Linked DNA regions of Mus musculus: regions 2, 3 and 4 are each linked to region 1. A link is a contact called in public promoter capture Hi-C data. All regions are on one chromosome and are shown on one strand. Each heading gives the region's core, a stretch centred on a gene start, on an enhancer-like site or on the middle of the called end of the contact. The rest is flanking DNA. Distances are from core to core; before and after follow the strand shown.

Region 1 (3,732 bases), core at 820-3,319:
GGCATTGCAAGTTTTTGTTCACACTTTTCACCTAAAATTACCATAATATAGGGAGGGTCCTGTTGAGGGGATGAACATGACCTTTGTGACAGAGGCTGAAATCAGTTATGACAGGGAGGACTCCTTAGGCAGGCACCTGGCCACTTTCCTACCTTGAGGGTTTACAAAGTTTACAAAGGAAGTCCATCACAGGAAAAGCTTTCCCGGCCTCTTAAGTGGCCTGAATAACCAACACGGCAACCCTACAGGGGGGACTCTACTGATGTCAAGAATTTCCTGTGGCCTCCTGTCTACCCGCGGCCAGAAAGTCTGAGAATGAAACCAGCTAGCACCCCACTTTTGGATTTGGGAGTCATGCTGAGCTCAAGTTTACCCTAGTTGCCTCCGAGCCAGAACATAAGGAACCTCTACCACAGGAATGATGCTTAGCCCTTCTTCTAGAACATTCTTCCAGAAAGTTCTAGGAGATGGTCCCTATTCCGGGGCATGGCTCTGGGGACTTCTCCTGGGACACTCATGGCTCTGGCACTCAGCTGTTTCTTTCAGATTTGTCCAAAATTAAAACAGGAAGACTGAGAAATTGCAGGGACACTGGCTGTGAGGCCAGATCAAAGGACTCAGCCACACCTAGAGCAAAGGGCCAGGGCCAGGGCCAGGACAGCGGCTGGCCCAGGCTGGCCCAAGTGATGTAGAACTAGAAGCCGCTAGAAACCTGCAGGTCAGAGACCACTCCAGGCAGGCCCTCCCAAGCCACCTTGGCACAGGTGGCTCCCCTAGACTACCTTGGCTAAGCTTTGATGGTTTACCTGGCCTCTGTCTGACGCAGCTCTTCTCCAGGATCCCTGAGTCTTTGCTCACCCCGGGGCGGGACTCACCACAGTGGTACTCAAAAGCTCGCACAGATTTCTGCCACTCAGTGGGGAACAAGTTGGCAAGCCCTGGGCCCATAATTTTCGAGGCTGAACAGTCCAGCTCCAGAAAAGTCACATGGAAGGTGGGAAGGTCATTACAGGGATAGTAACTGCACAGCAAACTCCCTGCCCAGGAAACCCGGGCCAGGTGGCAGGTGCCCTAGTGTTTCCCACGCAGGAAACTGAGGCTTGGGGCAGGAAGGGCTCAGCCAGTGGCTCTCTCTGAACCAGCCCCACTGGGAACTGGCCCAAACCCCTCTCCTGCCACTCCTGGGTCCACACATTGCTGAGTCAGGGCCTAGCTTCAGGGCTAGGGGTATGGGTACACCCCATCTCCTGGCACAAGAAGGGTCCCCCATACACCTCAGGTCACGAACCCAACCTAGGCCTGAGCATGGATCACAGCACAAGCTACTGCCTCTGGAAGAGGGCAGACAAGGGCATCTGGGCCTGGAAGAGCTCTGCATCCAACAGGCTTCAGTCCTCATCCTTTATGTAAAACAGTCTAAGGGAGGCCAGGCCCCAGGACAAAGGCATCCTCCAGCATCCTCAGGACGGCCCTTCAGAGAGACCTTGGCTAGACTGGTGAGGGCTGGCTCCTTCCTGTAGGCTCTAAGGACCGTGGCAACCAGCGGCTGGAGCCCAGAGGCCTGACTCCATCACCTCAAAGCATGAGGGGAGGGGCCTCTTCTGCAGACAGGAGCTGGCCCTCCACTGGCCCAAGGTCACCACAGCCCCTGTTTCCAGCTGTCTCAAGAACTGGCCAGGGGCTGGCCAAGTTTGCTATTCCAGAATTTTTTTTTTAAGTTGCGAAGGTTAGAAAGGACTCCGGTGCACCCGCGTGCACCCATCGACCCTCGCCATCCCACGCCCTGCCCCTCCCCGTGTGGTAGCACCTGGCCGGCTGCGGCTTACCTGCAGGCCCTTGGAGAAGGGGCAGAGGAGCACTAGGTGCACCAAGCGCCGCAGCCGCCGCATGATGGGCTCCGGCCCCGGCTGCGGAACCCCGCGGCTGGCTCGGCCTCAGCCCCAGCCCGGCCAGGCCCGCAGCGGCCGCCGCTCGCTCTCCATGCGGGCCGCTCGTCCTCGGCTCGCGTTAAAGGCAAGGCGCGTGCCTTTCTGAGCAAGGACCGCGACGCACGCGCGGGGAGACGGCCTGGAGGAGGGGCGTGCACGCGCGGGAAGATGGACAGAGGGGCGTGCGCGCGCGTGTGGAGACAAACGGAAGGGGCGTGCACGCGCGTGGGAGGACTGGCGCGCGGCCCCGCGGCTAGTCTAGCTCTCCCGCTGGGGACCTACGCCACCCCCCACCCCCCCACCCCCAACCTCCCGAGAGCTCCGGGACCCGCTACGGCAACCCTGTGTGAGCATGAAACACCGGGGCAGGCTGGCGCTGAGGACCTGTAAGGTCCCCGCCTGCGCTTGCGCATTTCTTCCACCTTTTCAAGGGTAAAAGACGTTGATGGATCTGCCCCCATCCCTCCCCAGTATGCAGGTGAGGCTAGTCAGTCCTGAGGCCACCACCTCTGGCACCGAGAGTCTTCAGCCCTTGTTGCACCGGGGCATAGGGAAGGACCCACAGCCCACGCGGTCAGCAACTACTCCTGAGAACCAGTTTCTTCTGATTTCTGCCCATGGACAGACACGCCCCTCTCCTGTGACTCCCATTTAGGGTGATTAGGAAAGCAGCAGCTGACCTTAGTTAGAGGCTTATTGAACTTAGCAGACAATGGCCAGAATGCACCGTCCACCATGCGCATCAGCTGCCCTCAATCCTCACCCACACCTTTCTTAGGGGTTCTATAGCGATGTCATATGCATTCCCAGGGAATACGCCTTCCCCTGTGCCCCAGTGCTGTCCATATATATATGCCTTGCAAAATGATAAAAGACAGCTTTAGTTTAAGGATGTTAATTGCTTCGCAATTAGTGAACCAGGCCAACCTTCTCTTCATAAAAGTGGAGCGAGAGTCCCATGAGCCCAGCTGAAGGGTTTGGATTTATAAGCTAGAAAGGCTGAAGAGAACTAGAGCCAGGAGCAGGTCACAAAACAAATGGAAAATAGCATCAAGTCTGTGTCCCAGAAACCAAGAAGCAGAAGCAGAAAGACCAGCCTGGCCTATGTTTCAAATTCCAGACTAGCCAGAAGCCCAAAGGGAGACCCTGCCTCAAGGAAGGAAAGAAGGAAGGAAGGGAGAGAGGCTGGAAGAAAGGGATGGAAGGAGGGAGGAAGAGAGGAAAGAAGAAAGGAAAGAAAGGAGAGAGGGAGGGAAGGAGGGAGGGAGAAAAGAAGGAAGGAGAAAAAAGAAGGGAAACATGGGATTGTTTCATTATCGCACCAATTATAAACGAGCTGCTTAAGCAGTTTGACTATTTTATTATGTCTTCAATCTTGATTTTGCAGGTCAGATAAACAATGTAGTTTAAGTGTGGTGACGGGAAGGCTGAAAAAAATGACTCAGCAGCTGAAAGCACTTATTGTGAAAACATAAAGATTGAAATTCAAATTTCAGCATCCATGTAGCAGATCGAGCATCCTGCGCACACCTGTAACCCAGGTTACAGGTTGAGTGGAGCCGTTGTAGGATGGTTGCTAGGACTTGCTGGTTCACAGCCTAGCTGAGAAAGCAGCCTGAGGTTCAGGAAGAGACCCTGCCTCAAAGGAAAAGGTGGACAGTGATCGAAGAAAGCACCCAGCACCCACCTCTGCCTTCCATGTGCACACATGATGCACCTCCATTCCCCACGCATGACTCCCCTCCCCTCCCCGACACACACACACACACACACACACACACACACACACAAATAATCAAATCTT
Region 2 (3,732 bases), core at 428-2,927, 1.3 Mb after region 1:
GAGACAGGGTTTCTCTGTCTAGCTCTGGCTGTCCTGGAACTCACTTTGTAGACCAGGCTGGCCTCGAACTCAGAAATCCTCCTGCCTCTGCCTCCCGAGTGCTGGGATTAAAGGCGTGCGCCACCACGCCCGGCGTAAATTTTTTTAAGACTTACTTATTTTATGTGTAAATACACTTCAGACACACCAGAAGAGGACATTGAATCCCATTACAGATGGTTGTGAGGAAGGGTAGGCAGTGCTCTTAACCACTAAACCGTCTTTCTAGCCCTGCTTTTATACTTTTTACAAGAGGTTTTATCTATACCAGGTGATGATGGTGCTCACCTTTAATCCCAACACTAGGAGGCAGAGGCAGGCAGATCTCTGAGTTTGAGGCCCATCTGGTCTACAGAATGAGTTTCAGGACAGCCAGGACTACACAGAGAAATCTCATCTCAAAAATAAAAAACAACACACACAAAACAACAACAACAAAAAGAAACAAGAGGTTTTATGAAAAAGCAAACTAAAGCAGTAAGGGGATGCAGAGCCAGTCTGGAACAACTGAGTTCCTAAAGGTAGGCAGGTGAGGGGAGGTGGGTGCAGGTTGAAGCTAGCCTGGGTCTGCCTGCTGCCCCCAGGCTAGCAGTGGGGGTTCTAGGTGAATGCTTACAGGGTCAAGCCGACTCCTCTCAGGCTCAGCTTCTAAGGAGAGAGGCTCCCAGGCCGCTGTCTTGCTTCTGGGTTGCTCAGAGGATTAGTCAGAAGAAAGAGAGACACTGACACATGACAGTCATCAGCCTATCGGGGATTGGAGGCTAGCTGCTTCCCAGAAGCACTTTTTCCAGAAGTAACTTTTCCCAGTTTCACAAAAGGCACTTTTAGCAAGTCAATTTCCACACACCAAAACCTTTTTTATCTGATCTAGGGGTTGTCTGAAGGAACCATCATCTAAGCAATTCTCAGCCATTCGAGACTTCCTGGTTTGTCAGGTATGTCTTGGGACTAAGTTACGCTAAGGCTACTTCAAAGCGTAAGTGCCATTACTCCGGAATTCATGCCACAAACAATGGCTCTGCAACAAGTCTGCTGCAGACAACCCTTCTGGCTGTGGACAGGGAGGAGGCTGGGTTATGTCTGGTCAGCCCAGTGCAGATACCTCAGACTTCTTTCTTCCCCGGGGCAAGGACAGAACAGTTTTTTTTTTTTTTTTTTTTTTTAAAGATTTATTTATTTATTTATATGTAAGTACACTGTAGCTGTCTTCAGACACTCCAGAAGAGGGAATCAGATCTCGTTACGGATGGTTGTGAGCCACCATGTGGTTGCTGGGATTTGAACTCTGGACCTTCGGAAGAGCAGTCAGGTGCTCTTACCCACTGAGCCATCTCACCAGCCCAGACAGAACAGTTTTATTCACGTGGTGGGAATTACTTAGGAGAGAAATGACTAGACCTTGGGGTACTAGGAAGGCCTGCTCTGGACCGTACACCTTGAATGCTGGGAGGCCAGATCCTAGGATTCAAGTCCGGAAACGCGCAGGGGAAACTGTATTAAAAGGGTTAAAGATGGGAGAAGCCAAAGAAGACAGAACAGCAGCCCAAGAGGAAAAAGGGGCGGGGTCCTGGGTGGAGGTGCCGCACCCTGGGCCCGCCCCCCTGGGATCTCAGCCCCCGGCCTGGTCTCGTGACATTGGTCAGAAAGTCACGAGTACAGGCTGAGGCGGCCGCTGCAGTTGCAGTATGGACTCGGAGAGGGATGTACGCGCACAGCTGCAGCGTGCGGGCCAGGACCATCTCCTGCGCTTCTATGCCGACCTGGCTCCGGAAGCCCGAGCCGCACTGCTAGCGGAGCTCGCCTCATTGGAGGCCGACGCGCTGCGTGAGCACTGCCAGCGCGCCGCAGCTGCGGGCGCGCTAGCTCCGGGTCCTCTGCCGGACCTGGCTGCGCGCCTGCAGCCCCTGCCCCCAGAACGCGTGGGCAGCGCGATCCGCTGTGACCAAGAGACACGCCTGCGGTGGGAAGAGGAAGGTAGGCAGCGCCGTGCCAGGCTGGGGTTGGGCAGGTCCGGCCCGTTGAGGCCGGAAGAGTTAGAGCCTATGGGCGGTGGGGGTAGTGGGGGCGGAGTGGAGGACACGGACTCGGGAAGTGCAGCGGAGAGTTATTTGCCTTGCAACTTCTTCCTCCTGTGCCTAGTAACCCCCGAAGTCGTGCTCACTTGTGGTTCTCCAAAGTGAAAGAGGCCTTATCTCACGATGCACCTCTCCTCCAGGTTTCCGACAGATTTCTCTGAACAAGGTAGCTGTCCTGCTGCTGGCGGGTGGGCAGGGCACTCGCCTGGGCGTCACATACCCAAAGGGCATGTATCAAGTTGGGCTGCCCAGCCAGAAGACCCTGTATCAACTGCAAGCAGAGCGGATCCGGCGTGTCCAACAGTTGGCTGACCAGCGACAGGGGACCCACTGCACTGTGCCCTGGTGTGTCCTCCATGCCAGCCTCCCAAAAAGACCACCCCTAAATTGACCCAGGCCTACCCCACACCAAGACCTTAGACCCAATCTTAGCACGGCCCTAGACAGAGCCCAGTACTTGCCATTACTGAACCCCTTCTAGACTTGCCAGATTGAGCTGGACTCCCCTGGAAGCAGCTCACTGCTAGGACATTTACAGGTACATCATGACCAGTGAGTTTACCCTGGGACCCACAATCAAGTTCTTCAAGGAGCATGACTTCTTCCACCTGGACCCCACTAACGTAGTGCTGTTCGAGCAGCGCATGCTACCTGCTGTGACCTTTGAGGGCAAGGCCATCCTGGAACGGAAAGACAAAGTTGCCATGGCCCCAGGTATGGCCCACACCTTGGATAGGAACAGGTTGCCCCACCTGGGCCACAGAGTACAGCTGTGGATCAGGAGGCCTGACTCCCAGGTAAGATGTACTCAGGCAGGCTATGTGGCCCTGGGCATGTGGCTCTGGCCAGTCTGGAGTCACAGGCTCTTGGTTTGTGCACCTGCAGCACTTACTAAACTGAGCAGGAGATCAGGCCACAGTCCATGGGTATCCTACTCCTTTCTCCTTTATAGATGGCAACGGGGGTTTGTACTGTGCACTGGCTGACCACCAGATCCTGGAGGACATGAAGCAGCGGGGTGTGGAGTTTGTGCATGTGTACTGCGTAGACAACATCTTGGTGCGGCTGGCTGACCCAGTCTTCATTGGCTTCTGTGTGCTTCAGGGAGCAGACTGTGGTGCTAAGGTGAGTCCCAGGCTTTCATTTTCCTTGGCACTTGGCTCTGCTCTTGCTAAATCCCGTCCCTCCTACTTCCGGCCCTCTAAGTCTATGCCCGGTGGCTGCAGGTGGTGGAGAAAGCATACCCTGAGGAGCCAGTGGGTGTGGTGTGCCAGGTGGATGGTGTCCCCCAGGTGGTGGAATACAGCGAGATCAGCCCTGAGATTGCTGGGCAGCTCGGGGCTGATGGAGGCTTGCTCTACAACGCAGGCAACATCTGCAACCATTTCTTCACCAGAGGCTTCCTGGATGTGGTTACCAGGTATGTGACAACAGGTGGCTGTGATATCCCAGACTAAGCTGAATCCAAGAATGCCACAGTAGCTGGAGCTGCCCTAGCCTGAGCCAGGCCACTGCTGGGAGTGGCAAGGGCTTGGGTGGAGAGAATTCCTGTGTTACTGTAAACAAGCCAGCTGCAATGAGTCATGCTCCGTGAGGCCGCGGTCACAGGTCTCGTTTG
Region 3 (3,732 bases), core at 653-3,152, 1.2 Mb after region 1:
AACCACAGTATTCCTTGCAACTGCTGGAATTGTCAGGCTGTCCCTGACTCTGTTGCCTGCCTGTGGATCCTGTTCCCCTAAGTGGGCTGCCTTGTCTGGCCTCAGTGGGAGAGAATCTGCCTAGCCCTGCAGAGACTTGATGTACCTTGGAGGAGAGAGATGGGAGGGGGAGCTACTACCTTCTCAGAGGAGAAGGGGTGGGGGTGAGGGAGAGGCTGTGGGAGGGAGGACTAGGAAGAGGGGCAGCAATCGAGCTGTAAATAAATAAATAAATAAATAAATAATGGGGGAAAAATCAAACCACGGTATCTGGGCAGAAATAACTTTAGAGAAGAAAGATTTATTTTGAGGCATGGAACCAGGAACAATGGAGAAGAGAAAGCAGCAGGAACAGAGGCCAAAAATCACCTTCAAAGGCCCTTCTCCAGCGACCTACTTCTCCCAGCGAGACCACACCTCCTAAAGGTTCCACAGATCCCCAGAGAACTGTCATCCATCAGAGGACGTTTAAGCAGAGTGCTGGGGACATGTCAGATCTAAACCACAAGAGGCTTCCACACTTGGAAGTACTTCCCATTACTCTGCTTCAGTCATCTACAGGACCCCACACACAGGTTGATGCTCCCAGGTTTTGCCATGTTGCTCTTCTGTTTGTTTGTTTGTTTGTTTGTTTGTTTGTTTTTCTGAGACAGGGTTTCTCTGTGTAGCCCTGGCTGTCCTGGAACTCACTCTGTAGACCAGGCTGGCCTCAAACTCAGAAATCTGCCTGCCTCTGCCTCCCAAGTGCTGGGATTAAAGGCGTGCGGCACCACCACCTGGCATGTTGTTCTTCTTGCCCCCATCCTCAGCCCCTCTGGAGAAAACTCCCAGATCAGCCGCTGGGCCTGGCTGGGGTCGGGCTCTGTGGTCAGCTTCCCTCTGACAGATCCTCTCTCCTTAGGTTCTGGGCATGGATGGAGCTGAGTGTTCTGGGCAGGGAGGGGCTGAGGTGGGCTGAGTAAAGGGGTTCTGGAATCTACCCACTTCCGGTAGCCCCAACATTAGTGAGAAAGCAAGAGACCTTCCTCACAAAGACCACTCAGATGTTCATGTTAAATGATCCTGTGCCCCAGAACCCAGGATAAATAAATGTTCCTGGGCCCCAGGGACGGGATGAAGGGCAGTGTGGGCTGGCTCTCTCTCTCTTCTGTGGTCATTGGTGTCCCATCCAGAGACAGATCTTGGAAGCCAGGAGGAAGCCACAGACTCTGTCCTCACCTATAGTAGCTTGAAGCCCACCGCTTCACCCTTCCCACCCACCACCTCTATGGGAGCCCAAAGGGCCACCATGTGAACCCCAGAAGCTGACCACGGGGGAGGCTGTACTCAACATGCCGGTTCTTGGATTTGCTTCAGGGTAGAGTGCGTGAGCTTCTTTATCTTGGTGAGGGTTCCTCATGGCCTCATGACTGCTAGCCTTTCAGGACCAAATGTTCAAGGCACAAATGGTGCTTTGTGTTCCCTGCTGGGGTCATGGGACTTGGAGAGGGATGATAGGTAGGGCTTGTGAGAAGCAGGTCTTAGCCCTAGGTGGGAAGTGACTAGATTTTCCAGCAGCAGGGAAGCGCCAGAGTACACACCCGGCACCATCCCCACTGTGAGGTATGTGGGCTTTGCCGGCAGGAGTGGGCAAGGTCTGAGCCAGTTCTGCCTCTGGAGCTGGGGATGGGGGCAGGCAGAGGTTTCTTCTTCTAGGAGGTGTGGGGCTCAGCTGGAACCTCTTACATAATTAGCAGATGAGGCTGCAGCTGGGACAGCCACCCTCCCTCACACCAACATCACGAGCCTTCAGTGGGCAGTCCTTGGGCTTTGGGTGGAGGCCAAGCCTGACTCATAAATAGGGGGTCTCCACAGTGCCCTCTGCTCCTTCTGCCCAGTTTTCCTTGCTTTGTCCACATTGCTGGCATCAGGCCCAGGCACCTGCTCTGCTCTGAGCAAATGGCTGCTCTTCGCATGCTGTGGATGGGTTTGGTCCTCCTGGGTCTCTTGGGATTCCCACAGACCCCAGCCCAGGGCCATGACACAGTGCAGCCCAACTTTCAACAAGACAAGGTGAGAAGGCCCCCTACCCCACACCCAAAGAAGCAGAGCCCTCAGGCCAGAGCCAGGCTTTCTCTTACCAAAGAGGGTGTTCTGGGCACTGTCAGCCTGTGTGCTTGTGCATGGGAGCTAGCTGGAACCACCCTGGCACACAGCCTGGTTGGTCCACCTGACTCTGTCAGGAATGTGGTATGCTCTGATATAGTGGACTAGGATGAGGGCTGTGACAAAGACAAGGAGTTCAACACCCTGGGGAAAGAGGGGGGTCTCTGCTACCCACTCCTCCATGGGGCGATGAGCCAGCCTGCTAGAAAGGGAGGGGAGTGGAGAGAGAGGCATGCTGCTAGGACCTGTGTGGGGAGGAGTCAGAGGAGGGAAGACCAGCCCACCAGGGTCTGCCCATGAGGGGCTCATGGAGCAGACCCAGGCATCCACTGGTCGCAGTTCCTGGGGCGCTGGTACAGCGCGGGCCTCGCCTCCAACTCAAGCTGGTTCCGGGAGAAGAAAGCTGTATTGTATATGTGCAAGACAGTGGTAGCCCCCTCCACAGAAGGCGGCCTCAATCTCACCTCTACCTTCCTCAGGTGAGACAAGGGGTTATGGCAAATTCTGGGAGACATCCTGGGGCTTGGTCCCTTACTTCAAGGGCAATCTACCCACAGGAAAAACCAGTGTGAGACCAAGATCATGGTACTGCAGCCTGCGGGGGCTCCTGGACACTACACCTACAGCAGCCCCCGTGAGTGAGCCACTTCCTTATCTGGGTACAACCCTCTGTCCCAAAATTGTGGGGATAATGGTCACAGCACATCCAAGGCCAGGTCTGATTGTGAGTCTGCCTCAGGCACACGGGGCCACCTCTCTCTGGGGACTTTAGCCTCTCTGAGGCCCACCCACATTCTTCAAGGTCCCTTTCCTGCCCAAATGGAATTTTCCAGTACTCTGCTGCTCAAGTGGGTCACATACAGGCATTCCCCAAATCCTACCCACATTTCATAGCTTCTATCCAAGGACCTCTTTCCACCCCTCACCTGAGCTCTGGCTCCCCACCAGAACCCTATTCCCTTTGCCTTCCGGCTATATTGTAACCCAGCCTGCTGATGTCTTCGGTCTAAGTGCTTTCTACTCTCTCCCTAAGACTTATGGTTTGGAGACAGTGTTCCCAGGCTGTTCAGGCAGGGAGCTAGAAACTGTCTGGTGGCCACCCGGGGGGGGGGGGGACGCGGGGGGGGGGGGACAGGGAGGGCAGCCAGAGCAGAGGTGGATGAAGAAGACCTGAGACCCCCCCCCACAGAGAAGCCCCCAAAGGCCACCCGCTCTGAGCAGAGGGACGGAGATGTGGGAGCCACATGTTCCAATCAGTGTCATTTCTTGGGTTCCCAGACTCGGGCAGCATCCACTCCGTGTCAGTGGTGGAGGCCAACTATGACGAGTACGCTCTGCTATTCAGCAGAGGCACCAAGGGCCCAGGCCAGGACTTCCGCATGGCCACCCTCTACAGTAGGTATCCCAGCCCACAGGTCCACGCACAGGGGAGATGCCTGGGGTTGGAAACAGACCAAGACCTGACCCTAGAGAACAGTAACAAAGGTGTGTGGGAGCAGGGCGGGGGCTTTTTGCTTCCTGACACCAGACCGTTCTTTATCTACCAGG
Region 4 (3,732 bases), core at 828-3,327, 1.0 Mb after region 1:
ATTGGACACTGGAAGTTGCAGCTACACTCCAGGCTGAGCAAGCCATCTGGCTCCCGGGCACCTGCCGAGATTTTGGCGTCTTCAGAGCCAAAGAGGACAGTTCCTGAGGAGAGGCCAATGGGCATCTGCTCCCACCCAGGTCCAACCACAGACGTGTATTCTGGAAACTTCCCCAAACCCAGTTTCTCTAAAGACAAGCCAAGGTTTCTGGCTCCTTACAGGACCCTGCCTGGAATCCTTCTGGCAGGCTTCTCTTGGTGCAAGGGACTCCCTGTTCAGACCGAAAGATTTGTGCTTTGGGGATGCTATACATTACCCTTCACTCTACACCGCCTAAAATGAGAGCTAGGTCGTCTGTGGTCCCAGTATACACCTACCTTATAACGCGGCCCCTTTAAGTGCTATTCTATTGGTAGCCACTAGGGGCAGTACTGAGCCGCCAGGCCAGGATCACAGCTGCTGCCTCCAAGCTTCTGCTGGTACCGGGTGTATGTATATATATATATATATTTATAGCGGGGCCAGGTACACACTGGGACCGACCTGGGCTATGCAGACTACTCGGGCTCGGCTCGTGGAGTAATCACCAGGTAAGAGGCCAAGCCAAACTGCCCAGCATGTGGAGCTGTTGGCACGGGAGGGGGCTGCACGGAAGGATGAGGAGTCCCCGCCCCCAAGCAACGCAGACTAGGTTCTTGCTGATGGCTGCTCCAGGACGGGCCAAAGCAGGACTGCTATTTGGGAAGGGCCTTCAAAATACCTAGGATACAAGAGCAAGCCCCAACCCCATCCCAAAGGGAGCGTGTGTCACAGTGCACTGCTCCTGACAGCTGCAGCCAGCAAAGCCGACTGTCACCTTCCTGGGGCGGAGCCTCAGACCCTGTCATCTCACCCAAACTCTGACCTGGCACTGAGTTTAGAATGAAAGGGGTCTTAATAGGGTCGGCATGAACCTGGGTTTGGAACAAGCCTTGGTACTTAGTAGCTCTGACTCCAAAGAGCACCCCTCTAACAGCCCCTTGTACACCTGGACTAGAGACCCGAAAGGCCCATCCACTTACAAGTCCTGCCAGGCCCCAACACACTCTCAACTTCCTCTGGAGCAGATGTCCTGGGAGTAGGTGCATTATGGGGGGAGGGTGTGTGTGTGTGTGTGTGTGTGTGTGTGTGTGATCGCCTTCTTAAACCCTCTTTCTCTAGCCAGCTCCAGGCCCTGGAGACCACAGACACTGGTGGCCCACATCTGAACATTAGCCTAGATCGTTTTCAGCCCATAGCTCCAGGGATGAACAACCACACGTTTCCATGGAGCTTTCCAAAGCCAGAGTGGGAAGGACTCTGTCCTGGGGAGGGGCTTTCCCGCCCTCTCCTCTGCCTCCTCCTAGCTAGCAGCCTCCTGGCTTGGTACACTAGTGGTAGTTTTCAGCTTAGAGGAAGGACACCATGAACTCGTGGCTCACATGGCCCCACGTGGTTCTGTAGCCTAAACCTGGCTTTAGCACACACTGGGGGTGGGGGAAGGGTCCATGTGCAATTCTGCAAAGCAGGAGAGTCTTGCTGTAGCCTTCTCTGTTCCAGCAAGCTTGGTGGGTTTCATTCAAGCAACTGGGGTCCAAGATTTATGCAAAAGGAAGAGGGATTTGAGACCCAAGAAAACTCTGGGATCATTCCTCTGCCTAGGACCTCATCGAGTTGAGGGGACTTACGCTTAGTTAAAAAGGACTTGAGTGCTAGGAGAAGAGTTCTCTGCCCAGCCTAGTCGGCAGGCAGGAACCATTCATTGACTCACCTGGGACTCTGCATTATCAGAGGGTCTACCTGTAAGGAAATCTAAAAGTGCATCGTTCCAACTGTAGGCACCAGAGGGCAGTAGTGCTGAGATCACGTCCCGCTTTGATCTACCTAAGCCTGCCCAACCGACCCTAGTAGGGGGAGAGAATGCCTGGCAGGTTTAACTCAGGAGTTCCCTCTACAAAGAAGGTCCACAGTAGCCTAAATTCTCCTGGCCCATCTACCCCACAGGTCGCATGGACTGTGAGCTTTCTCCTGCAGGTACATCTAACATAGGCATGGAGGCAGCACCAGAAGCCTTGACCATGACCTGCAGCCAAGGCTGCACCATCCCCTATGCCCCAGGTAAGCCGGACCAGCACGTGGGGTGGGGTGGGGTAAAGGGCTTGGGGTGCAGAGGAGGCTGCCCTGACCGGTATCTCCTCCCAGGGCAAAATCCCCGAAAGGCCGTGTGACTGGAGCTGCCAGCCTGGGGACGTCTTTTAAGATGACCCGCACGGACCCGCCGGACTTGCTGGTGTCGACCGTGTACCAGGACATCAAGGTGGTGGACCCAGGGCTCACGTCCAAACGCCAGCCATGTGAGCGATCCGTGGCCCGGCCTGCTGCGCCCACGCCTTTCAACAAGCGCCACTGCCGTAGTTTTGACTTCTTAGAGGCACTGGACGAGCCCACCATGGAGACACACCCAGAGCCGCCACCTCCTGAACCTGCGCCACCGCGCGCCCGACCCAGAGACAGCGAGCCTCGGCGCCGCACCCGTTCCAAGAGCGCGCCCCGTGCGTCCCAAGGCCTGGCGACTGCTCCAGCTTCGCCGCCCGTACTGCAACGCAGAGGTCGGGAAGCCCAGCGTGCAGTGCGGGTGGAGGGGTCGCCGCGCCGGGAGCCCTCGTATCCTGCGCTGAGAGCTCTCGCTAATGAGCTGCACCCCATCAAGCTCCAGCCACAGCGGGGAGGCCCCGGACGCATCGCGCCTCTATGCGCCACCCCAGGCCGCTGCGCACCACCGGAACCACCCTCTGGACCTGTCCCCCATGTCCGCTGCCGTTTGGACATCAAGCCGGACGAGGCAGTGCTGCAGCACGCCGCCCGAAGCTCGCGATCTTGCGCACCTAGAGAGACGACGTCCTGGGCTCGCACAGCTCCACAGTTCCATGGCCTCACAGTTCCCGGCCCTCGCCACGTGGCCCTGTCACGCACTCCTACCCCCAGTGACTTGTACTGTACTGACCCCAGAACTCTGTACTGTGACGGGCCACTGCCTGGGCCCCGGGACTACTTGGAGCACCGCAGTCAACCCTTCACAACGCCTCCAGGTCCCACCCAATTCTTCTACACCGAGGAGCCAGAGGGCTACGCAGGCAGCTTTACCACAAGCCCCGGCCTTCCCTTTGATGGCTACTGTTCCAGGCCCTACTTGTCCGAAGAACCCCCTAGACCCAGTCCAAGGCGTGGGGGCAGCTACTATGCTGGCGAAGTACGCACCTTCCCGATCCAGGAGCCCCCCTCCCGCTCCTACTACGGGGAGACAACTCGAGCCTACGGTATGCCTTTCGTTCCCCGGTATGTCCCAGAAGAGCCCCGGGCGCACCCTGGAGCCCGCACTTTCTACACCGAGGACTTTGGGAGGTACCGAGAACGCGATGTACTGGCTCGGACTTACCCGCACCCGCGCAGCAGCCCACCCTGGGCTGACTGGGGTCCGAGGCCTTACCGCACCCTTCAGGTAATGCCGCCTCCCGCCCCTGGACCACTGTTGGCCTCGTGGCACGGCGGCACCGGCACAAGCCCACCCCGGCTGGCCACCGATAGCCGCCACTACTCTCGATCCTGGGACAACATCCTAGCTCCTGGTCCTCGTCGTGAAGATCCTCTAGGACGCGGCCGCAGCTATGAGAACCTCCTGGGACGCGAGGTTCGGGATACGAGGGGTTCATCCCC

The links. Promoter capture Hi-C pulls out the DNA fragments that hold promoters and counts their contacts.
Region 2: a promoter capture Hi-C map of liver shows a contact between it and region 1, with 4 times the contacts expected there. The contact joins the promoter of Uap1l1 here to the promoter of Dipk1b in region 1. A contact is called at or near these places in 1 of 39 promoter capture datasets (liver) and 2 of 9 other capture datasets (adipose tissue and liver).
Region 3: a contact with region 1 is called in a promoter capture Hi-C map of pre-B cells, with 4 times the contacts expected there. The contact joins the promoter of Ptgds here to the promoter of Dipk1b in region 1. A contact is called at or near these places in 3 of 39 promoter capture datasets (the C10 cell line, liver and pre-B cells).
Region 4: a contact with region 1 is called in a promoter capture Hi-C map of liver, with 4 times the contacts expected there. The contact joins the promoter of Ajm1 here to the promoter of Dipk1b in region 1. A contact is called at or near these places in 6 of 39 promoter capture datasets (the C10 cell line, embryonic stem cells, liver and 2 more).

Annotation. Positions count from the first base shown.
Region 1 is chr2:26,626,794-26,630,525 of GRCm38.p6, reverse strand. It overlaps Dipk1b (divergent protein kinase domain 1B), which reads right to left and starts at 2,069. Exons shown (of 5, transcript NM_019833.3): 1 at 1,827-2,069. The coding sequence starts at 1,889.
Region 2 is chr2:25,363,608-25,367,339 of GRCm38.p6, reverse strand. It overlaps Uap1l1 (UDP-N-acteylglucosamine pyrophosphorylase 1-like 1), which reads left to right and starts at 1,677. Exons shown (of 9, transcript NM_001033293.3): 1 at 1,677-2,013; 2 at 2,255-2,459; 3 at 2,653-2,828; 4 at 3,067-3,239; 5 at 3,341-3,534. The coding sequence starts at 1,725.
Region 3 is chr2:25,467,919-25,471,650 of GRCm38.p6, reverse strand. Ptgds (prostaglandin D2 synthase (brain)) reads left to right here and starts at 1,902. Exons shown (of 7, transcript NM_008963.3): 1 at 1,902-2,091; 2 at 2,524-2,663; 3 at 2,742-2,818; 4 at 3,463-3,579; 5 at 3,732. The coding sequence starts at 1,978.
Region 4 is chr2:25,578,444-25,582,175 of GRCm38.p6, reverse strand. It overlaps Ajm1 (apical junction component 1), which reads left to right and starts at 2,077. Exons shown (of 1, transcript NM_001005424.2): 1 at 2,077-3,732. The coding sequence starts at 2,279.